Linked DNA regions of Mus musculus: all the other regions are linked to region 5. Evidence: chromatin contacts called from public HiChIP or PLAC-seq, Micro-C and promoter capture Hi-C data. All regions are on one chromosome and are shown on one strand. Each heading gives the region's core, a stretch centred on a gene start, on an enhancer-like site or on the middle of the called end of the contact. The rest is flanking DNA. Distances are from core to core; before and after follow the strand shown.

Region 1 (2,887 bases), core at 264-2,763, 870 kb before region 5:
TACATCACATGATTACAGAAAGTCACCTTCCTGTAAAAAAGGTACAAAAGCTATATACTCTATTATAGAGTTCATAATCAGGGCAGCAGAGCTTTTCTCCAAGGAAACCAGAAGAACAGCTCTTATGCTGCCTTGGCAGAGTGCGCAGGGCAGCCACTCGCATCCCCCCACACCCTCTCGACACCCCATTCTCGGAAAAGCCAGTCTTTTAGACTTGAGTCAGGGTGGGGACAGAGTGACGTTGCCCAGCTGCTGACCAGCGTGTGCTAGCTCTTCAGGCCACCCAAGTTCAGTCCTTCTCTCGGGCTCCAGGTCCAGCCTCGAGGCGTTGAGTTCAGGGTAAGTGAAGAGGGCTGGGTTAAGATCGAAGCTCATCCATGCCCTCAGGCTTCCGGCTGGAGAGAGGGTCCCAGAGTCCCAGGGTCCCAAGCGGAACGGGCGCCAGCACCTGCGTTCTGGGCGGGGGAGGAGAGAAGAGCGAGGGAGCCGTCAGTTTCCGCCGAGCGCGCCCAGGCGGAGGATGCCGCAGACTGGCCGGCGCCAGGGAGGAAACTCGGTCTCTACCTCCAGCTGATAACTCCGCTCCCCACACTGCCTCCACCCAGTTGGCGCCAAAGGACCACAGGCGGAGTCACCACTCCCCCTCCCGCTTAGAAATAACACTAGTGGAAAGGGGGGAGGGCTTCCTTTACTCCAAGGCTCATTTGGTGCGACCCGCGCGCCCACTTGCCCTGGGCTCTGGCCACCCGGGATGAGAAGGGACAGCGTGTCTAAGGAATGCACGTGATATTGACATAGGTTCTGTCGTTTATTCTAACTGATTATAGATAAGGCTTTTGCCTTTCAGTGGCTTGGCTTTTTCCCTAAACCGACTGAACCCTAAGCCTTACAATGTTCTGTCAAAGGCAGGATTTCCCATGCAAGCCTCCCTCCTCGCCCGCGCCAGGAGAAAGCTTACCGGGAGGTGCCAGGACGACCGGGTCAGTGGCAAAAGCTCCTCTTGTCCTTGGAGATCACAAGTTCCGGAGTGAGCTCAGCTGTCTGTGAAAGAAGGTTAGGAGACGAGTTAGCCAAGGGACTCGGGGACGCGATAGGGAAGACCCGCAGCATCCCTGCCCGCACGCTCAGAGCAGCCTGGTCTGGCTCCCTCTCGCACCTGGATCGGGAGATGCGGACCGTCCGGGGGTCCAGGCGCCGGCTCTGCCAGGACCACCTGAAGGTCGAGGATGTAGTCTATGACACGCTGCAGGATTTCCACCTGGCTAAGCTGAGTGCCTCGCGGGACTCCCGGCACCAGTTCCCGCAGGCGCGAGTAGCAGTGGTTCATGTCGTCCAAGAGGCTAAGAGGCTCCTCGGTCGACGGGCTCTTACCGCGGCCTCGCGCAATGGCCAGGCTACGTTCCGACAGGCAGCACACCGCCTCGTAGCAGCCGCGCACCGGGCTCAGCGCCTTCATGTTGGAGAGTAGAGATAGAGAGGGAGGAAAAGAGACACCTAAAGCAGCAAACAGTGCGCGCACGCCTGCAGCGGCCGACTCTTATAGAGTCCTCTCTAGGACACACCCCCTTATTCAAAACAGACCGCCAAGGGTCCACCCCCGCCCGCCCTGGGCACCGCCTCCCCGGTCCTGGGCGTTCACAGTGGGTTTAAATTGCTAACAGGCTTCCTTAGGCTGGTCTGACGCCGAGGACAGCGGAGCCTCGGATGCGAGGAATGAGGAAGCGCTGATACCGAGGAGAGGCGGGGCTCTTGAGCCAGCACAGATTTGAAAAAAAAAAAAAAATCACTTAAAACCATTAACTTTTAAGAATATGCCTTTTCTGGAGGCGCCCAAGTTCTCTGAGGTCCCCTCCCCCCAATACTGGTTCGAACCCACAGCTCTGAGGTCATAAATCCCTTGAACAACTAAAGATCTCTCTCTCCTCTCTCTCTCAAGAATTTTCAAGGGAAACTTGTAAGGAATTAGTGCCGCCTTGTTCCCCAATTTGCTGCTCGTCTGACCTCCAGACTCACTGGCGTCAGGAATTATCTTGTGACCAGAGGGGGAAAAAATTAATTGCGGTGAAGCTGAGGTTACAATGAAGAAAACAGATTTGGGCTAGGCGCTGAGATTGCAGAAGAAGGAGGGAAAGGGAGGTCTAAGCAGAGAACACTATTTATTTGAGCACCAGGGGAAAGAGGATAAGAGCAGTCTGGACCCAGTCCTTTTCCACGGAGAAAGAAAAAGCATGGACCGTTTCCACCGAGAACTCCTTTAGGAACTAAATGTATGCCCGGTTGTGCTTTGGAAGTGAATTTGATTAGGATTTTGGACAAGGTTTCAAATATGGGGGTGCTTGCTGCATAAACCCTTTTAGAAGGTCCCCTCCACGGGCATACATAGAACCAAATGGGTCAGCTGTCTAGCGTTTGCTTCCTCGTTCTGCACAGCCTCCCTCCCTTTGCACACTTTGCACACTCTGTAGAAAACAATAACAATTTCATCGCCGCGTTGTCTGTCCCTTTCTGTTGTGGAAGGGCAGCCACCTGGACATGATTATTCCTCGTCCTGCTGAAGTAGCCCCAGCCACCCATCTGAGAGAGCAGGAGAGCAGCCAGCAGGCAGGCAATCCCATATTGCAAAAGGACAGTGCACTCTATTCTTTGCCTGGCTCTGCTTCCCAGACCCCGAAGCCTCAGCAGTTCCAAAATTCTGGTTTCCATCTTGGGAGAGAACAGGTGGGGTTTTGCAGCCACGAGATTGCTTTCTTAATCAATCAGCCTGGTAAATATTTATGGAGTTGCTTCACATGAAACAGAGGCTCCTGCTCTCAAGAATCTCACAATGTCTGGGGACAAGATTAACACAGGAAACAATTAAGTGTTCAGTAGTGTGTGGCACTGATCA
Region 2 (3,359 bases), core at 87-2,586, 580 kb before region 5:
ATCCCCGCTTACGCTAAAATTGTTCAACAGGGTCAGCCATTAAAAATCTGAAATAAAACCATCACAGTATCTACATACTTCATACTTAAGTATTAAAACGACAAAATGGAAAAATTTTTAAGTCGTTAATTAACCACTTTTGTTTTATGCGTAATGACAAAGAGGATACAAAACTCCACAAAACAAGAAAAACCCAAAACCTCAGTTTTTCTTCGGAGTTTATTTTGTACGAACACGAAGAGTAATCCTGTGATAAAAATCTCTTCTGAAAAATTCCGAAGGCAATTCAAAGCAAAGGACAAGCTGTGAAAACAAAGCCCTTTACCAGGCGAGACTCGAACTCCCAGACCCGTCTTCTGAGTGCTGGGGCTACGCCCGGAGACAAGGCGGACTTTTATTAAAAGTACCGCCTCCGTTCACCCAAGTTAATCACGAAGGTCCCTAACGGGAGCGGTCTCTCCAGCACCTCGTTTTCAAAGAGATTTCCGCGAAAACACGTGGATCACTCCATTTAACCGAAAAATTGTTACACTCGCCCCAATCTCCACGACTCCTCTCCCCCACAGCAATCTCGAATCCACTCATCACCATCCACACAGATGGGGGAGATGGAGCTGCAAACCCTCCCCTCCGCTATCCCGTTATCCCACTCGCATCTTTTCCATCTTCTGACTTCGTAGCCCGAGCTGACCTCCGACTCGCGCCGATCCTCCCGCCTCGGCTTCCCCGAGTGCTGGCCTGGGCCGCCCCGCCTGGCAACCCTTTTCCCGTTTTCAACAACAAAAATCCCTTTCAGGCCGAGGGGGGCGTGCACCTCATGGAACGTGGACGTCGGATCCATGAGGGACACACACGTCCGGCCCGCCGGCTCGGCCCAGCCGCCGAGCACGCGGGGGAGGACGGGGCCCCCGAATGCCCGCCACGCGGCCCTCACGCCTGCTCGCTCGCCAGCGCTCGGCCCGGTGTCCGCCCTTGCTCCTGCAGGCCGGCGGCGCGGCCTAGAGCCGGCGCGGGCCCCGCCATCTTCGCCCCGCCCCTCCCCCGCGCCACGGCCGCCGCTCGCCGGGCGCCCGCGGCCTCCCTCCCCCGCGCAGTAGCTGCTCCGGTGCGCTCACCTGGTGTCGTCCGCCACGTTCCTGACGAACAGAGACGTGTTAGGGGGGCGCAGGTATCGGGACATGGTGGCGGCGGGACTCTGGGCCGGCGGCGCTAACGGGCTCGGGCAAACCGTCCGCAGCTCCGGCGGCGGCTCACATCCACTCACACCACACTCGCACAGACCCAGAGGGCTCCGCTACGGCAACTGCCTCTTCTCGCGAGACTTGGCTCCCGCCTCCAGGCCCCCTCCCACCTCCCGCCCCGCAGCACCGGCGGAGGGGGACAACGGCTTTTTCCCGCGAGATCTCTGGGCGTGCGCGCGCCGCCGGCCTGACGCGCGCACCGCGGCCTCGCTGCCGTTCATTGGCTCCAGGCGCGGGCTCCTCCCCTCCCCCTCTTTCTTTCTTTAGCGCTGCGCTTTCCCGCCCTTTCCCGCCCGGCCGAGCCCGCCATCCCTCCTCCTCTCGGCGAGCGCTCGGGTTAAACTACCATGACCGGGCTCGGGAGCCTCGGAGCCAGCTAGAGGCTGCTCCGGAATCCGCTGTTCGGAGTTGCGCCTGGGCTTCTTATCAGATCTCTGGCCAGAGAGAGGAACTTAGAGATTCTTTGTGGGGTTTGGGGGAGGGGCAGAGCTTTCGGCGTGCCGTGCGTGCAACTCTCTGCCTTTGCTGCACATCCGCGTCACCTAGGCACGCAATTCCCTCCCCGTGAGACCCGGGCCCTGCTGTCCTTGTCTCTGTTGCTCACATGCAAGGTGCCTGAACCCCTTTTCCAGCCTTGAAGAGGTGGTGTTTGTCTCTTTGTTGTTTTCTGGGGATCCAATCTAGGTCCTTGGATTTGCTAGCCAAGTTTCTTCCCACAGACCTGCCTGCACCCTAAGACAGACACTGCCCACTCACCCCGGCCCATCGTCCCCCTCTTGCTCCAGTCCCCCTCCAACTTTCAGTCCTCATCATGGGACTCCCCAGCTACAAAAAAACCTTGGCTAGCTGGTTTGCTTTTCTCCCTCTCCTTTTTTCTCCTCTCTTCTCCCTCCCCTCCCTCTCTCTAGCGCCTCCTCCCCTCTATTCCCCACGTTGAGGGAGCGGGCTCAGTGCTTTGTTACTAGTTCCCTCTTTGGCCTCCTAGGGCACCCATACACAAGTGGGCAATACACTTAGATTTTTATTATTGTTTTTGTGTGTGTGGTTTTTTGTTTGTTTGTTTGTTTGCTTGCTTTTCGAGACAGGGTTTCTCTGTACAGCCCTGGCTGTCCTGGAACTCACTTTGTAGACCAGGCTGGCCTCGAACTCAGAAATCCACCTGCCTGTGCCTCCCAAGTGCTGGGATCAAAGGCGTGCGCCACCACTGCCCAGCGCCCTGTTTTTAAATATGGCTTATATGCGTTAATATCTACGGAGTTCAAACTTATGAGTGAGAAGATGCACACATCACTTCCCTCACATACATCACACAGTCTCTGGTAAACATGAGGACTGCGGAGAGAATGAGAGTATGACCAAGAAGAAAAGCAAGAAGTCCAACACCCCTTGACCACCAGGCTTTTGGGCACGTTGTGCAATTTACCAAACAGCAGCTCTGCCAAAGGAGTGGTGTGAAGGAGGCTGTACCGAAGGCCTTCAGGAAAGTACTGCCCGCTGGGAATGCGTCTTCAGTATTTTGTTTGAATCTTTGCTTTATTGCAAGATGGTATAATTGATTTAAATTATAATTTGGTCATCTGGGTGGGGGAATAAGTTGCTGCAAATCTTTTTGTTCGAAAGCGACTAGAGAGGTGGCTCAGCGGTTAAGAGCACGCGCTGCTCTTCCAGAGCACGGACCTGAGTTCAGTTCCAATGTAGGTGGCTCACAGCCGCCTGCAACTCCATCTCTAGGGGATCCAGCACCCTCTTCTGACTTCTGCGGGCACCGGCACACCCATACCCACACACACATGCTCACATTTCTCTCTTTCTGTTTAAAAGCGCAGGGAGGATTAGAAATACCCGACTGGCTGGCAGATCGATGTAACCCAATAAATGAACATTTCTTAAGAAAGGCACTGTAATTTCAGTAGCAACCCAGGAAGATTCAACCACGTAGATGAGCTCCCATCAGCCAACTGCTTCTGGCTGTCACCATTGAGATAGGTGTATTTACATAACATGTTGCACTGGAGCCTTCTCTGTGAGCAGCTTGGGTGTACAGTGTGCCTGTCAATCATCTCTCTCTCCTGCTGTGTGAAGATGATCTGTTCCGCCTACTTCTCCACCCATTACATC
Region 3 (3,094 bases), core at 125-2,624, 780 kb after region 5:
GAAAAGGCTACCTCCGCGTCTTCCAGGACTGAACAAGAAACTATTGGTGTTTCACACTGCATTGTGGGTCTCCATTTGTACTCAGTAACGTGATCAGAATGGAAATGTTAAGGACATTTTCCCCCAAAGTTCAGACACTCCCACGGTTCCAAGGAGTACCCTGAAAGGGAAGATCTTCATCATGGTGTCCCCGGGTACCCAACAAGAACAGTCAGCTTGGGGAATCCACCAAGCCTCCTCTCAGTGCATAGCCTGAGGCAGCCTAAGGGGCTTCAGGGGCTGCTAGGAGGAAATCCCCCAGGTTAAGGCTGAGGGTGGTGGTGGGGCCTTGTCTCTTTTCCTATCTAGGGCAATCTGGCTTTCCTGACGCTAGGGAAGGGATCCAATATTCTGGCCTGGTAGCCCTCCCACCTCTCTAAAGCTTTCCTTGGGGGTTCCCCCACAAGGATCTGCAAAACATACCACACACACACACACACACACACACACACACACACACACACACACACACACACACACTTCCACCCCTGCTCCTTCTTGTCCCATTATAACCTCGCTCCTAGAATGCAGCACATAGCCTGTGAGGTTGGTTGTTCCTGCCCAGGGTGTGATCCTGCTGCACAGGCTGTCTCCCATGCCTAACTTCTGCAGACGACACTGAATTATTCTCCCCATTCCACAAGCCACAAGCTCATAGGCTTTACTCCAGCCCTGGTCCTCCTTCTCCATGGCATGCTACCTCTGGTCCTCCCATAATCCTTCTGCTCTCCCCACTCCCTTACAGTGACCCCCCCACTGCTCCTCCGGGGGTGGGGTGACCTCAAACGTTTCTTCTTCCGGTCCCCTCCTTGAGGCTAATTCCCTTGGTGACCTCTCCTCACCCCTACCGGGAGGTGCTCCCCTACATAACTGTCCGGCTGTCAGGGTCCTGCTGTCTTCGGCCTCGCCCCATCTTCTGCCACCTGCCCACTTCCGCCACTGGGCACCGCACGCATGCAGCTAGGAGCACACCCCCAACCCGCGTGCCGGGGGAGCACTTCTCTACTCCCAGCCCAGCCCAGCCCGGCCCGGCCCCGGGATCTCCAGGAGCAGTCTCACCTGTGGTCAGAGCAGAGCTAGGAGCTGTCTGCTGCGTCCCCCGCGCTGGAGTCGCAGATAAAGGGGTAGCGGCCACGCCCCAAGCCCGGAGGGCGGCGCTGGGCACCGGGAGCTCAGCCGCCTCCGCCAGTCTGCAGCTTCTCGCCTGGCGTTATGCAAGCTCAGACTGCAGGAGGGGTCACTCCACGACGCATCCCGGGACTTCCTGCGGCCACAGTACAGTCTGAAAATAGAAGGCCCAGAGAACCTAGGCTCAGATAAGAGGCTGCAGACTCCTGCAGAGTTTACCCACTTCCCCAAAGCGCAAGCTTCGCTCTGTGATAGTTGCAAGAGAGTCGGATGAGTGTCCCAAGAGCTCTGAGGCAAGCTTGAGCTCAGCACATACCGCTCATGCCTCACAGGGCTACTGTAGTCCAGATGTCGCTCTCCCTGGGGAGCTGCGTCCCAAACTGGGCTCTCTGGCTTATCAAAGTCTCATCCCGTGATCTCTGACATTTTCCCTGTCCTGATTTGTCTAGATCTCTGTCAGAACAACCACTCCTGGTTGTCACATCTTCCAGGTATGGGACCAGCAGAGAAGGTGAACAGCCCAGTGGGTTTTTATAGGCAGGGTATGCCTCCAATAAATACTTTCTTACAGTGCCTCATGTGCCTGCCCCTTCTGTGGTGTTCATACCTAACAAAAATGGAGTACCAGACCGGGTCTTGAGTAAAGAGGCCTGATTGGTAGAGGCTAGGGCCCTGTCCTTTACTGAGCTTTTGAGTCTAGAGCCCTGACACATTAACAGGATTGAAGCCTGTTGCTACCCCAGCTCACCCTGCGACCTTGGACAAACCTTGCTCTTTTGGGCCTCAGTGTTATAGAGATGGCAGTACCACTTGACAAGGTGTTTAGGTCAAACGGTGGACATGAAGGTCTTTGGAAACTGCAAAATTTCCCTCTGTACTGTGATGAGCATATTATCTTAAGAGAATTGTATGTGAGAGACTGGCCTCTCATTCAACAAATTCAGACAAACGCCCACATTTCCTGAATCCATGGGGCAAGCCGACAGGCCTGCCATCCCGTGCCTACTACTCTGGAGACTGAGGCAGGAGGATTATTTGAAGCCAGGAGTTCAAGGGCAGCCTGGGCAACATATGGTGACTGTGTCCTGATAGGATGAATAAAAATGAGAGACTTTGCAGACAGTGGTGGCAGCGGTGGCACACGCCTTTGATCCCAGCACTCAGGAGCCAGAGGCAGAGGCAAGGGATCTCTGGGTTCTGGGCCAGCCTACTCTATGGAGCTAGTTCCAGGAAAGCCAGCGCTAAACAAAGACATCCCATCTTAAACAAAACAAAACAAAACAAAACAAAACAAACAGTAAGGACTTAGAAGAAGCCTCGGACTCAGCTTCTATTTTTGGCAGGAAGGTCAAGCTCTCACTGCTTTGATTCTTTGTTTCCGGTTGGTTTGGCTTTTGTCAGAGGTGGTATGTTTTTTGTTCATTTGTATGTTTTTAAAGGCAGAGTCTCACCCAGCTCCTGCTTGGAGCTCACAAGTGAAGCAGAGGCTGAGGTCTCCGGCATACACCACCACATCCTGTCCCCTCTTGGTTTGTTTTCAAATCCACGGTTTATATGTAATGTTCTTGGCCTGTGGCAAGCGGTGAGCCAAGCAGTTGCCATGACGACCTCTCTTGATCTAAACCATCCCCTGAAACAGGTTCTGTGTCTACCACTCTACACAGTGGGGAAGCGAGCTCTGAGCAGCCATGGGGCCTTCTCTATGACCTTCTTCAAACCTCGAAAGTTCCTTTGAGGTGAATGTGGTGGCCACTGTTTTATGGGTAGAAAAGTCGAGGCCTAGAGCCGGGAAAGGTGCATCCAGGCTCAGGCGGCTGTAGCTATGTCCGGTTCCGGCTCTGGGAAGTGACTCAGGAGGTTTGCCTGCAAGAGAGAAGTCGTTTGGCCATGACCCTCTGAGAGCCCAGCAGTTGTGTGAGGACTGTGG
Region 4 (3,344 bases), core at 634-3,133, 800 kb after region 5:
TTTCAGTTTTCTAAATCAATTACCTACCAGAAGATGCCATGTCGAACAGAAGACAAGAGACTGGCTGTATACTCTACACAATCCACTGGCAAGGAAAGCCCTGGAACGATTTTTCAAAGCATGCAATCAATTTCTCCACATTTCTCCTATGTCATCAGCACAAAGGGGTCTCAAATCACACCCTTGACAATGTCAGGAAAATCATTATGTGAAAATCAAGAAACATCATTAAAATATCAATCTAGAAACACTGGGACATATTGAGATATTTTCATTGAGTAACGCTGGCAGCAGAAAATCAAATTAAATGATATTCTTCAAAGAAAGAAAATCTTGGAATATCAAAACTCAGGGGTTCAATCACAAGGTTGAAGAATTCCGTCCCTTAATGTTTTTGTCCTGCCCAACATAAGATATTCCAGATTCAACCCAACAATGAGATCGGAGCCATCTTAATTCTGTCTACAACTCATTGTGCAATTGAAATACCCACCCCTGCTTTGTCTGTGTCTGCCACGGTGAATAACACCCAAGCTGGCAGCCAATGATATTCAAGTCCTATTGTTCCTAGGGTTTAAGCTACTAGCCTCACAGTGAGAAAATGAAGTTGTATGAACCTCTAGGTTTCTTTTGAGGGCAGGGTCTACTTAATCCAGGCTGGCTGTAAAATTACAATCCTCTTGCCTCAGCCTCCTCAGGGTAGAGGGGTGGGGTTTAGCCCACTGGGTTAACACTTAACATTTGCAAAGCCCTGGGTTCCATGTTCGATGCATACATGGGCGGGGGGGGGGGGCAGCTTCTGAGTGTTGAGATTACAGACAAGCGCCACCACACCCGCCTGAGGTTTGTCACATTTGATGCCTTATGTCGCAAACATTTTTTTCAACAGTTCTCGAGTATTTTTTTTAAAAAGATCACCATTCTTTTAGCCCCGAAGCGTATGACTAAAGGTTCCAAACACTAGACACTGCAAAAACGAAGCAACGAAAAAAAATGCATTTATCTGTAGCAGAGCACCCAACGCAGCAGACTACACAGCATGGGCGTGGTCCTGGCCCAGGCGGGCAGGCTGGCGGCCCGGGCCAATCAGAACACGCCCTACGCTCCGGCCCCTGGCCCCGCCCCTCGGCTCCCCGCGCCTTTTCGAATCTCCGCGAACCTCTCCACGCTCGGGAGCCCGCGCGCGTGGGCAGCGACAGAATGGGCGGGGCCAACGGTCCTCCGGGGTGGCCCCGCCCCTCTCGGGCTGGCAGCGCGCGGCCGTCTGCCCCCCAACTCCCGCCAAAAACACCTCGCGGACACGCAGCCCTGGGGTGGCTGTAGAGGGCTCGGTCGCACGGCCTTCACCCACTGACGGAGTGCCCAGAGCTGTCCGGGACCACCGCCCCGAAGCCCCGGGAGACCGGGCGGGCGCCGCCCCTCAGCAGCACGAGCGCCCCCAGCCTCGCTCTCCTTCAGACAATGGGGACCCCCCGAACAGCCGCGCCCGCCGGGCGGTAGATGCAGAGGACGGCTCACGCCTCCTATTGTCTCCACGCTCGCACCCGGGCTAAAGCCCAGCGCTGGCCGCGCCCCCTCCCCTCCAGCCCGCATCTCCAGGGAATAGGGACAAAAGCCAAGGCTCCGCCCGAGCTCCACACAAAAGACCAACGCCCCCCACCCGCTGGGGCTCGGGGTCTCCGCCCATCTCCTGTGCCCGGCTGGGGGACCCGCCGCGTTCCCGGCTGCTCCCCAGCCCGCCGTAGCCTCCGCCTAAGCCAAGCCTGCACCCACCTGCTCGGTCCGAGCCGCCTGGCCACACTCTGAGCACCAACAGACCTGGGCGCGCACAAAAGCGCCAAACAGCGGCACGTGACCCAGACCAGGCGCTCCGCATTGGCTGCGGGTGACGGCACGTGCCAGTCCCGCCCCGAAGCCTGGAGAGCACCGCCTCTCTGGAGAGAAGCATTTCGGGAATTGTAGTCCGGGCCAGGGGGGCAGGAGGACAATGCTAGGGGTGGGGCACTCCTGGTGGGGGGTCTCTCTAGGTGTTAGCCGGGACTAGCGTGGGTGGGTGGGGTGTCTCTGATCGGAAGAGCATTTGGCTGCGGCCGCAGGACTGAATCGGTTATGGGACTCTCTTTAGGAAAACTGCAGGGCGAGGTGAGGAGCAGGGGAGGGGTCGGTCCTAACCTACTTCTTTTAGACCTCGACCGACTGGACTCTACCTCTACCCAGCCATAGGAGTTTATTTGGCTCCCTAAGCAATATCCCTTTTGATGCCATACCCCTCCCGGTCGCCTAAAACGCCCGAAACCCTGTGACAAGATAGTGCCACTCCACGCCCCTGCACGATCCTCTACCCTCGGTGTCCTATCACGGACACACGGCAGCTTGTCACCTGTAGCGCAACAACGCAGTCCCTAACCCATTTCCTACTGGCAGATTACGGGCGTGGTTCTTCCCTTGGCCACTTGCATTCTACCCTTCAGCCTCCCGAGCTGGAAACACTGGGATCTAGGCAGGACAGCGGGAGGCTCTGGAATCTGATCTTGGGTTTAACAAAGCCACTAAGCTTAAAGGCAGACTCCATCTGGACTGCTAAAGCCTTGCGGTGACAGGAAAGGGAAGGGAAGAGCGATGGCAGTTCTAGATACACTTTGCTCCTTTTGTTCTGAAAGCACGTGCTCCCTAGAGCGGGGCTGGGCTCACTTTGAGAATGTAAACAAAAGGAGCCACAAGGTCACGGTTCCCTCTGGCCGGGATAAAGCAAAACTATAGCAGAGACACAAAGGAAATTAGCGTGACCCTGTCTGTCTAAGAACCTCTTCTCTCTGCTGACCAAAGCTGTGTCCCCACGAGGTGGTCATTTCCCCAAAGCACCTGCTCAGAAACTCTTCATTGGGTTTACCATTTTATTAATGGATTTGGTCTCTCAAAAGCCAACCCATACATACAACAGCTTCTGTGGAAACAATCCTAATTTTAAAACAATCCTACATCTGCTTAACCAAGAGGGAAGCACCCGAGATAAAATACAATAGGCATACAGGACAGTGAAAACTGTATTGTGCAGACAACGTACAAAGCAAGCAATTGGCAAAGTACAGTTGTCTGGAATATGCTTATAGAGGCATATTTTCCAGCAATTGCCCTTGCGTGGGGTCAGTCTCCCTCTGCCCCCGCCCCAGCCAGTCTAAGTGGTTCTTGCTTAGCATGTGAACAACAGGAGCCAGTTCTGCGCAGTGGAAGGCTTTTCCCTCTCAGAACGCAGTCTCACAATGGCCTGATGCTTCAACTTTCAGAATGGATCCCTGAAGTCATTTTTAGAACTGGACAGGAACGAGGATTAGACCTTTCTGAAA
Region 5 (3,088 bases), core at 217-2,716:
AGCTTTCTGGAGTTGGTTTTCTCCTTCTACCTTTAGATGGCCCCAACATCACATCCAGGTTGGAAGTCTTGCAAGGCAAACGCTTTTACCTGCTGAATCATCTTGACTGCCATTATTATTATTATTATTATTATTATTATTATTATTATTTTGAGGTAGTCTTGCAATATACCCAGACTGTCCTCAAACTCTCAGCCCTCCTGCCTGAGCCATCACCTGAGAGCCACGTATATGTCACCAAATCAGGCCGAGGTTTAGGGTGTTTAAGGCCACTGCCAAACTGTGAACTTAAAACAGCCTTACTCCGGAGCATTGATGGATCTAATTGCTGGGGCACAGCATCCTTCTCACAGAATCTAGCAACTTGGAGATGGGGTTGAGTGAGGATAAAGTAGTTGCAGGTTGCACTGCATTTTTACACATCATTCCAATTTGTTGAAGCACTCTGATCCACACTAGGCACAGAGGATGTGAGATAACCATGACACCCCGCTTCCATCCCCCAATTTAGCCTTTCTAATCAACTCACTCATCACCCTAGCCTGGGAGGTACCACAGAATGAGCAGATTAAGGAAAACCAGAAGGCAAATTTCCCAAAGGTGACATTCACTGACGGCAATTCCGCAGTAGACCGCGTGTCTCAGGCCCCTGTCCTCAGGGTGTAAAGTACTCGCCCCTGCGCGCTGAGTGGCACTCAGGTGACTCATTAAACTTCTCCAGGTGAACGGAAGACAGGAATCGGTCCAGGTGGGGCAAAACAGCACGGATAACGTTTTCAGAGTCAGGCGCTGCCTCAAGCACTGGGGTTGTGCTGGAGCGGGACGCTGTCCCACCGTTTTGGCCTAATTCAGAGCCCGGGACACAGGACGACTTTACAAGAACTTTTGAGTATCTTGATTTCAAATAGAGAAGGATCACGAAAGGAGATCCGCGGTCAGAAGGATTAAAAAGTTCTTAAGGACATGAAAACTTTCGCAAAAGTTTTCCAGGAAAAGGCGGCCGCGCCTAACAGAAGTAGCCGAGGAGGCCGCCGCCCCGGGAACCGGAGGGGACGATGAGTCCCTGCGGCTGCAGCGGGGGAGAGGGCGCGAGGCGGGCCGCCGCATGAGGTCACTTGGCACCCAACCAGCAGCAGCTGCGCCGCGGAGAGAGGCGGTGTCAGGCTCCGGCTCCAGGGACCTTCCCCGCCCACCCCCTGAGGGGCGTGGCTTCGGGGGGACCTCCCGGCCAATCCGCGCTGCCCAGCCTAGGCCGCGCCCCCAGCGCCCTCCAGGCTCCCTAGTGGTCGGTCCGTGGAAGCTAGAGCGCTCCGCTGTCTTCCTCGCCTGAGGCCACGCCCCCAGCTGTGGCCCGCCCATTTCCCCCCCACCCCTGCAGGATCCTGGCCACTGCTCCGCCCACGCCCCGCCCATAGGGCTCCGCCCAGCGGTTTGAAGCGGCCGGGACCGCAACCCCCTCAGAGTCGCGCGCGAGGCGTGAGGCGGTGCTGAGGATCTGAGGCCACGGGCAGCCAGACGCCGGGACTGTCCAGCGAACGAGCAAGCCAGCGAGTGAGCGAGCGGCGGGAACCCGCAGCCACAGCAGCCCCGGAGCCACAGCCGCAGCCGCCGTCCGCGGAGCCCAGCCCAACCGGCCATGGCGCTGTCGATGCCCCTGAACGGGCTGAAGGAGGAGGACAAAGAGCCCCTCATCGAGCTCTTCGTCAAGGTGAGCGCTCACCGTCCCGAGCGACGCGGGCTGACGTCCCCGCACCCCGAAGCGCCCCCACGCGGCATCCCCGCAGCCCGAGGCGGCGCCGTACCTCCCGCGCTCATTCCCATTGTCTGGGCTCCGCGCCTTCCCGCCTCGCAGCGGGACCTTGGCGGACCCTGCGGGCGCGGCGACAGGGAGGCGACTCCGCAGGGCGGGACGCGCCTCAGCTGCGCCGCGTGGGTACTGTCACCCTCCTCGCCGTGTCCGACCCCACCCCGCCGCGAGCCCCAGCCTCGGGCCGCGGGGCTGATAGCTCACCCAACTTACTGGAACGCTAGCGCCTGGCCCGGGTGAAACTGAAACTTTAACTTTGATACAATGTTAAATAAAGTAAAGGGGAGGAGGGACCCGGGAGCCGTAAACCCAGCAGTTGGGAAAAGTGGTCTAGGGAAGATCCCGAGTTCAGAGCCAGCCTTGGCTGCTTAGTAAACCCAGGGCAAGCCTGGGATAGGAGGGACCCTCATCCCAGCCCTCCTCCCGCATGGGGGAGGGGAGAATTTTTTTAATGCGGGCGTGGTGACTCGGCTATGACCCAGCAGTAGAGGCTTGAGGAGTCCCTCGAGTTCGAGGCCAGCCTGGGTTACAAATGTGAGCCTCCGGACACACACCCAAAACCCAGGCAACTAACTGCAAAGAAGAAGAAAAAAAAAAAAAAAGGAAAAGAAAAGAAAAAGCGAAAAGAAGGGTGGATGCCCCAAGGCTTCCGGAAAATACAGAGATTCCCGACTTGGGTTTTCCTGTCCGGTGTTTTACCACCATCTGGTTTTCTTGTTTCTCTAGCGCGCCTGTTTTCACATGATGCAACCTTTTGGCCGCTTTCGTTTGCTGTTGCCACCTCGGCAGGCAAGCCCGTTTGGTTTGAAAGAAAACCTGAATTCTCCGCTCTCTCGGGCTTAAAAAGGTTCATTCCTCTCGCCCTCCTCAGTTTGTAAACCCTGGAGCTGCCTTCTTCGCCTAGAAACGCTTCTCTGACTGCTCTCCGCGCCTCTCCCTTTTGGGGCGTAGCGAAGGAGGGAAAAGTTAACGCAACAAACATCTGGGTCCCCTGCTTTACTGAGCCTCCTTGGAAACCCTGACGTTCGTTCTGTTAGCCACTAAATATCCAGGCTTAGGTCGAAACTGGCAACACTAGAAGTCCAACAGGCATCCAGTACTAAAGTCTGCCCTTTCTTAGTTTTAATTTGAAAGAGCGGAAATTATCGAAGGATGTGTTCCAGAGATGGAAGGCAGAAATCTGCAGGGTGGTAACAATGTTTGCCTTAGTGTTTTCTGTTAGTTGCTGGTTTTAGAACTTTTTTTTTTTTTTGGTCTAGAGCATCGGCTCTCAACTGGGGG
Region 6 (3,247 bases), core at 290-2,789, 740 kb after region 5:
TCATATAAAGTACTCAGAAATTGCTGGTTGTTTGTGAGCCTAGAGGCTGTCTGGGGCTGAGAAAAGAGAAAAACAAACCTGGGTATTCCCCGTAGTTAAAACACTCCTGGGAACATCTTGACCATAAGATAAAGAGGAATGTGAGGACATAACAGGGCTATCTGAACTGAGTCAACAACTCACAGAACTCTGACACCCTGCACGTACATGTAATTTTTCTCCTGATGTTTGAATAAGCCAATAGTGTGTTGCTATGCTGAATTCCACACCCCTAAGCCCCTTACCCCATAAAAACCCCTAGCTTTCCAGCCTCGTGGCCGACATCCGTTATCTCCTGTGTGGGATGCATGTCGGTCCGGAGCTCCGTAATTAAACGACCTCATTTAATTCCATCAAGATGGTCCTTCGTGATTTTTTGGGTGCACACCGAATCGGGAATTGAGTGGGGGTTTCCCCACTAGGTTCTATCAGTGGCTTTGTCGCTGATAGACTATCTGACAGTGATACCCAACAATCAAAAAGGAGCTGAGAAATTCCAGCTATCTATCTTGGCATGTGCCCTACCGGTGTTTAGAAGTAAATGTCTACAATTGTGATACAACTTCCCTGGGATTTAGCACAGTTGCAACTGTGCAGGTTTTTGTAGCCTGGAGCAATAGGCTTTACCAATTCACCTAGGATGTAGTATATTCTGTAGGTGTGTGTACGTACTCACTCTATAATGTTTGTGTAACTCAGTCACCTAAGGACACGTTTCCCAAAGAGTACCCGTTCTTCAGCAACATATAACTGTAATTTCCAGAGGACAACAATAGAGAAATAAAGCATGTATGGGTGTAGTAAGGCAGGTCTGGGCATAATGCCCATTGTGACTGCACAAAGCTGTCCACCCACGAATCCAAAAGATTTGTCCCTGGCAGGTGGGGATTATAGGCTTTGGGAGAACTGGTGAGTCAGGCAAAGCCACGTGCAGAGAAGAAAGTGTATGCCCATTAACTGGATGCCATGGAGACCGGTAGAAAGAGCGACCTTGAGAGCTTTGGTGTCTCCGAGTGCCATCAATCCACCCATCTCATTAACAGACTGAACTATGCTGCACACGTGTGTACGTGTATGAGCGTGTGTGAGACAGAGAACTTTAAAATAGAAGACAGCTATTCCGAAGCACTGGAGGGCATGCCTGAAAGGCGAAAGCAGCCATTTTTGCTGGGGGATGTATCTGGGGGAGCATGAAATGGGACGAGGGTCCAGACTAGATAGGAAAGGCTGAAATGCCAAGATGAGAGGATTCGGAGATCTGCAGCAGGAGTATGGACTATTTCCAGTGCTGAGCAGCAACACTGGCAGACTACCGCTTCCCAGAAGTTTGTTGACACTAAACACGGGAAGCAACTCCTACGGCAGCAACTAAACTTGGGAGGAAAACTCCAGCGGGATGCGCGCACAGACTTCGTGCCCTCCCCCGGAGGGGTGAGGGCGTGGCCCGGGGAGGGGTGTGGCCTCCTGGCCGGTCTGCCGTCCACTCAGAGCCCGCGTCCATTCCGGGCCCCTCTCTAGGCCCGCCTCTCCTGGGCGTGGTGCTCGCCGCGCAGCTGCAAATGATTGCTTCCGGAGGCGGGTCAGCGGAAGTGAGGGACTTCGAGGCCGGGCCGCCCGCTGGGGTAGGAGGGGCTGAGGTGAGTGTGGCGCTGGAGTCCGGGCTAAGCCCGATGCGGGGTCCCACAGGAGACGGGCTCGGTGAGCGCCCTGGGCCGTCGCCGGCGTCTCCGTCCCGGCGCAGGGGAGCACGCGTTCCCTGTTCCCGTGCAAGTTCTCGCGGGAGTCGCCGCTGTCTGCCCCCCTCGGTGAGGGCACTGGTCCCCAGGCGTAGTTGCTGGCCGTGTCACCCAGCGGTTGGGGTCGCCCCAGCCGTTGGAGCGCGGTACGCCCCGGGCCGCGCGGCGTATCTGGGACCTACGCCGGCCTGGAGGCTACTGAGCGGCCCGGCCCGGCCCGCGGGTCCAAGGGCCGCTGGACGCGCGGTAGGAACTTGGCCGACCTTGGCCCGGGCCGGGTCGCCGTCGCGGGGGTGGGGACCCGTCGTTGAGGGCGCAGGGGGCTGCATCTTGCTGGCCACCGGCGCCTCGTGAGACCCTCGCGCGCTCTGCCCGGGTGTCCGCCGGGCACCGCTGGGCTAAAGTTTCTCCCTGGCCCAGGACCTGCCGGGTCGAGGCGCTCTCGGAGCAGAGAGGGTCTGCCGAGAGTGGCCGCACGGGAAGACGCGGGCACGGCCAGCGCAGAAGGAGCTGCGGCAGCGCCGATGTGCGGAGGGAGAGCCGGGGCTGCGGAACCGGCTAGAGCGTCTAGCGGGCACGCGGGGGGCGGGGCCTCGAAGCCAAGTTAGTGTCGCCTACAGCGGTTTCTTAAAAGCAAGCCAAGTGCTTACAGCGGCTGCCGGAGGCCGGGATATGGGCCGTTCGGTTACTTCCATTTCTGTTTTGAGCACCCTCGGAAGGCGATCCAGGCTGCCACGGAGTGAACTGCGAACCCCAGGCTGCCAGGGACAGAGTGATGGATGAGCTGGGTGCTGAGGGACTGAGATAAGCTGGATAAGTTGGGTCCCACAGAGGCAGTGGTATAGACTGGGGCACAGATAGGTGTGTTGGGAGCTGGTAGCCCGGTAGTAGCATGGCCCCAGCAGAAGACTAGGGAGTGAGTATGGTCGCAGATCGTGTACTTGCCAAACTGTATTAGAGCTTGGTCTTAAGAGAGCTGGAAGATGGGGTATATCCTGCTGGCAGGACTGTGGAGTCTAGAAGAGAGTTGAAAGATTTAAACACCAGAGTAATAGAACCGGCAGCTTGTTAAACCCGAGGTTTAGATTCGGTTGGAGTCTTTGGAGATGAAGCAGGACAGGAGAGGGCGTAATGGCAGGAGTAGCACAGTTAAGTGGCCTTTAGCAAGAAGTCTGGCACACAGGGACTTTGTAGGCTTGAACATGGCTGCACATATCAGAACCTGGACCAGACTTTAGACACTGTCCACTGAACAGCCATTTGGTGACTGGCTAGACAAGTTCTTTCCTCTCTCCATGTATACTCTCATGACAACTCTCTAAGGCAGAAGAGGAACTCCAGCTCTCCCTTAAGAGATGCCGACCATCCAGTTCATCTCCTCACTGTTGAGAGCCAGACCTAGGTTCTCCAGTGACTCTCACAAGACCTCTGGTCTGCCTTTTGCAATCCCTTGGGATGCTCTGTCCTCTTTA
Region 7 (3,092 bases), core at 579-3,078, 600 kb before region 5:
GCTCTTACCCACTGAGCCATCTCTCCAGCCCACCTTCTTAACTTCTAATTCCCTTGCAATGAGCAGGTTATTTGTCTAGAGAAACCAGGCCAAACTTCCCCAAAGCTCAGCTCCCTTCTCTCACAAATAGGAAAGGGCTTTCCCTTCTTTTGGATCCAGATGAGGTTTCTTTTTTTCTTTCTTTCCCAAAGCAGGCACTAGATAAGTGTGGGCAAGATGAATGCTTTAAATTAAATATCCACTGGCTATGGTGGCGGATGCTGTTAGTGCCAGGACTAGGGAGGAAGAGGAAGGCCTCTCTGTAAGGGCTTACGGTTAGTGCCAGGACTAGAGAGGAAGAGGCAGGCCTCTCTGTAAGGGCTTACGGAGGACCTGTCACCCTCTTTTGGCCTCCCAGGACACTGCAAGCATGCGATGCACAAACCAAACAAAATCAGACAGGCAGACGGTGATATTTCGAAGAAGGAATTCTTTTTTACACATGGTCCAGAGTTTGGAGCTCTTGTGGACTGGTAGCTATTAATGAGCTAGAGACAGTGCTAAGACATGGTGAATGCCGGAACCATGCTCTCCCAAAGGGCAGCCTGACGCTGACCTTGTAGGAGAGAGCAGGCTCAGCCAGGTGGCAGGACACAGGCAGGCTTCATGGCACCCAAGCTTTCCGACAATGTGGGTAATGGTGTCCTCTATGTCAAGCACCTTTTAGGCACAGAGAAGAAGGGCACATGAGCCCAGGCTCTTGAAACTCACTGTAGCATTATGCTTTGAAGTGTGGCACCACTGAGATGTCCTGAATCCAAGAACACTGGAAATCAGAATAGCACCTTGCCCTTAAAATTGCTGAGACTGGAATGAGATGACATAAGCAAAAGTCTAGCATGAGGTAGGGAGCAGATAAAACACCCTAGATGCATTTGGACAGGCTTGCAGAATTCTGGACCAACTTAATTCTGGACAGCAATGGCTATATAGATAGATGTGTGAGTGTGTGTGTCTTATTTGCATCACAATTTGGAGCCAATGAAACGTTTTTGTTTTGCTGAGATGGGGGTTTTGCTATGTACTCCAAACTGACCTCAAAACTGAGAAGCTGTGATTACAGGCCTGAATGAGGCAAGACACCTGGCACATTTACCCCCAGAATTATTCACTGAAATTGGTGTTCACCCTTGAAATGTTGACTCTAGGATACACGTTTTTCTTTTTCTCTTAAACAAAAGATATCTCTCCTTTCTTTCCCGAACCTTGCTGTCATTCTTGAGCGGTATATTTCTTTTCTCTAGTTTTCCCACTTTCGAAACAAGACCAAAAAATGTGTAGGGATCCAGCAAGTGCTGTGTATAGAAAAAGCAGGCCCTGATAGTAGTGACAGTCTCAGGTACCGAGAAAAAAGTGAAGCTAGATCAGAGGAGACATAAAAAAGGAAGGTGGTCATGTGCAGAAATAGTTGCCGGGCTCTGGGTGGGGTGAATATGACCCACGGCAGCTCTGGGGCTGGCCCAGTGACCGCAGGACAGAAAGGGCCAGGAACAAAGACGGGCGCCGCGCAGAGGTCTGGTCACGGAAGTAAAGTACGGGCCCCGCTGCCAGAGGCCAGCAGAAGAGCAGCTGCCCTCCGCCAGCCGGGGAAAGTCCAGCAGCGCGGCTCCCGAAGCGGGCCAGTTATTCCCGACATGCTCCTCCCGCAGGATTTCAAACCATGACAACAGCCACCCCGCACTCCCCCCCCCCCCCGCGTGCCCCAGCAACAGGCGGTGGCTGGCGTCTCATTGGCCGCGGGACGCGCTGCCGCGTCCTCATTGGCTGCACAGTCTCCGGTCCTCTTCCGCGCTTGCAGCGGCCTCCATTTTGTCGGGAAAGGCAGTAGGAGGTTGGTCCCCAGACGGAGTTGTGATCCGTGACTCGTTCGTGGGCTGTTAGATCCGTGCATCGTTTCTCCCTGTAGAGGGAAGGAGGCTTGGAGGTCGAGAGGGAGCCGCCGCCGCCGCCGCTCGAAGTCGGTGAGTGTGGCGGGGGCGGCCATGTTGGCCATCGCGGGCACCATTGTTGGGCCTGGCTGAAGAGGAAGTGAGGCCGGTCGGGTGCGACCGACTCCCTGGGAGCGGAGCCGCGGGCTGAGGCTGCGAGCTTGCAGGTTCACTGTGCGGGTGACTGCGAGTGCGGGCCTTCTGACTTACAAAGTCGGAGGCTTCTCAGCCTTGTGAGGGTGTTTGCTAATTAGAACAGAGAAACCTTTCCCCTTAGAGGCGTGATCTTTAGGAATGTAAGGTTATTATGGTTTGTGAAAAATTATGGCACCCGTTACCGGAGTCATAGGCGAAATCACGATGCGCGCTGTTGGGAACAGAACCTTGATGTGGAAATGGCTGTGCGGGTCCTAGTTTCACTTTAAAACGGGTAAGAGTTGCAGGTAAGCCCCCAAGAGTTGTAAGCTGATATTTATGAGGTCAAAGAAAGTCGTGGTCTCATACATCATCTATGAAGCTTTGAGGAAGCAGCGACAGCCATTTCTGTAGAATGTCTAAAAGATCACTTTTTGGGGTTATTTTCAAGTAATTCTCTTTCCTTTTCTAGCTAGGACTTCTCTCAAACTTGTGTGCTGAGGAGACTCGATGTGGACCTCAGCTCCTAGGCTGAAATCAGCAGACTGGCTCATGAAAACTTGTGTACTGAGACAAAGGAAAGGATCTAGCAGAAAGCAACGTCTCTTATCCTGGGCTTGGCAGCAAGGAAGAGGACAAGTAGTGGAAATCCTTCAATCTGAAAAGCAAACTGAAAGGTATAAAGATTCCCATCACAGTGGGGCCAATTATCTTAGGAGTGAAGCAATTCTAAACTATTAAGGTCAGCGGCCATGCATGGCGATGCTGCAGTATTATGTGCCTGTAATTCCAGCACTCCAGAGTTTGGGGCAAGACTGCTTAAAGTTGGAGGCCAGTCTGGTATAGGAGACCCCACCAGCCACGGGTGGCTTTCGGTGTGTGGGGTTATTTCTTTTAGCTTGTACAAAGAATGAAAGAAGAGCTTGCTTTAATTTTTTTCTTCTTTCAATTTCACAAACTGGTATCTAGCTCACGACTTTAGTTTTTTGA

The links. Promoter capture Hi-C pulls out the DNA fragments that hold promoters and counts their contacts. A called contact is a pair of places that touch in the nucleus more often than the background predicts. HiChIP or PLAC-seq counts read pairs in DNA pulled down with a chosen protein or histone mark. Capture Hi-C pulls out chosen DNA fragments and counts their contacts.
Region 1: a promoter capture Hi-C map of pre-B cells shows a contact between it and region 5, with 2.5 times the contacts expected there. The contact joins the promoter of Id3 here to the promoter of Clic4 in region 5. A contact is called at or near these places in 1 of 39 promoter capture datasets (pre-B cells), 1 of 115 datasets of contacts at active chromatin or transcription factors (extraembryonic endoderm stem cells) and 1 of 9 other capture datasets (adipose tissue).
Region 2: an HNF4G HiChIP or PLAC-seq map of pancreatic cancer cells shows a contact between it and region 5. The contact joins the promoter of Srsf10 here to the promoter of Clic4 in region 5. A contact is called at or near these places in 2 of 484 Hi-C or Micro-C datasets (both in embryonic stem cells) and 3 of 115 datasets of contacts at active chromatin or transcription factors (effector CD8 T cells, embryonic stem cells and pancreatic cancer cells).
Region 3: a FOXA1 HiChIP or PLAC-seq map of pancreatic cancer cells shows a contact between it and region 5. The contact joins the promoter of Paqr7 here to the promoter of Clic4 in region 5. A contact is called at or near these places in 2 of 115 datasets of contacts at active chromatin or transcription factors (embryonic stem cells and pancreatic cancer cells).
Region 4: a Micro-C map of embryonic stem cells shows a contact between it and region 5, with 7 times the contacts expected there. The contact joins the promoter of Stmn1 here to the promoter of Clic4 in region 5. A contact is called at or near these places in 1 of 39 promoter capture datasets (liver), 1 of 484 Hi-C or Micro-C datasets (embryonic stem cells), 1 of 115 datasets of contacts at active chromatin or transcription factors (pancreatic cancer cells) and 1 of 9 other capture datasets (liver).
Region 6: a promoter capture Hi-C map of liver shows a contact between it and region 5, with 2.7 times the contacts expected there. The contact joins the promoter of Mtfr1l here to the promoter of Clic4 in region 5. A contact is called at or near these places in 1 of 39 promoter capture datasets (stem cell-derived epiblast-like cells), 1 of 115 datasets of contacts at active chromatin or transcription factors (astrocytes) and 1 of 9 other capture datasets (liver).
Region 7: a promoter capture Hi-C map of liver shows a contact between it and region 5, with 5 times the contacts expected there. The contact joins the promoter of Pnrc2 here to the promoter of Clic4 in region 5. A contact is called at or near these places in 3 of 39 promoter capture datasets (liver and pre-B cells), 1 of 484 Hi-C or Micro-C datasets (CD4 T cells) and 1 of 115 datasets of contacts at active chromatin or transcription factors (effector CD8 T cells).

The regions. Positions count from the first base shown.
Region 1 is chr4:136,142,448-136,145,334 of GRCm38.p6, reverse strand. Id3 (inhibitor of DNA binding 3) reads right to left here and starts at 1,513. Exons shown (of 3, transcript NM_008321.2): 1 at 1,157-1,513; 2 at 959-1,041; 3 at 1-455. The coding sequence starts at 1,456. The coding sequence ends at 982.
Region 2 is chr4:135,854,048-135,857,406 of GRCm38.p6, reverse strand. Srsf10 (serine and arginine-rich splicing factor 10) reads right to left here and starts at 1,336. Exons shown (of 6, transcript NM_001080387.2): 1 at 1,116-1,336. The coding sequence starts at 1,180.
Region 3 is chr4:134,495,041-134,498,134 of GRCm38.p6, reverse strand. It overlaps Paqr7 (progestin and adipoQ receptor family member VII), which reads right to left and starts at 1,374. Exons shown (of 2, transcript NM_027995.3): 1 at 1,099-1,374.
Region 4 is chr4:134,466,859-134,470,202 of GRCm38.p6, reverse strand. It overlaps Stmn1 (stathmin 1), which reads right to left and starts at 1,883. Exons shown (of 5, transcript NM_019641.4): 1 at 1,774-1,883; 2 at 28-100. The coding sequence starts at 40.
Region 5 is chr4:135,271,138-135,274,225 of GRCm38.p6, reverse strand. Clic4 (chloride intracellular channel 4 (mitochondrial)) reads left to right here and starts at 1,466. Exons shown (of 6, transcript NM_013885.2): 1 at 1,466-1,708. The coding sequence starts at 1,637.
Region 6 is chr4:134,533,679-134,536,925 of GRCm38.p6, reverse strand. It overlaps Mtfr1l (mitochondrial fission regulator 1-like), which reads left to right and starts at 1,539. Exons shown (of 7, transcript NM_029759.4): 1 at 1,539-1,676.
Region 7 is chr4:135,872,582-135,875,673 of GRCm38.p6, reverse strand. Pnrc2 (proline-rich nuclear receptor coactivator 2) reads left to right here and starts at 1,828. Exons shown (of 3, transcript NM_026383.3): 1 at 1,828-2,000; 2 at 2,575-2,779.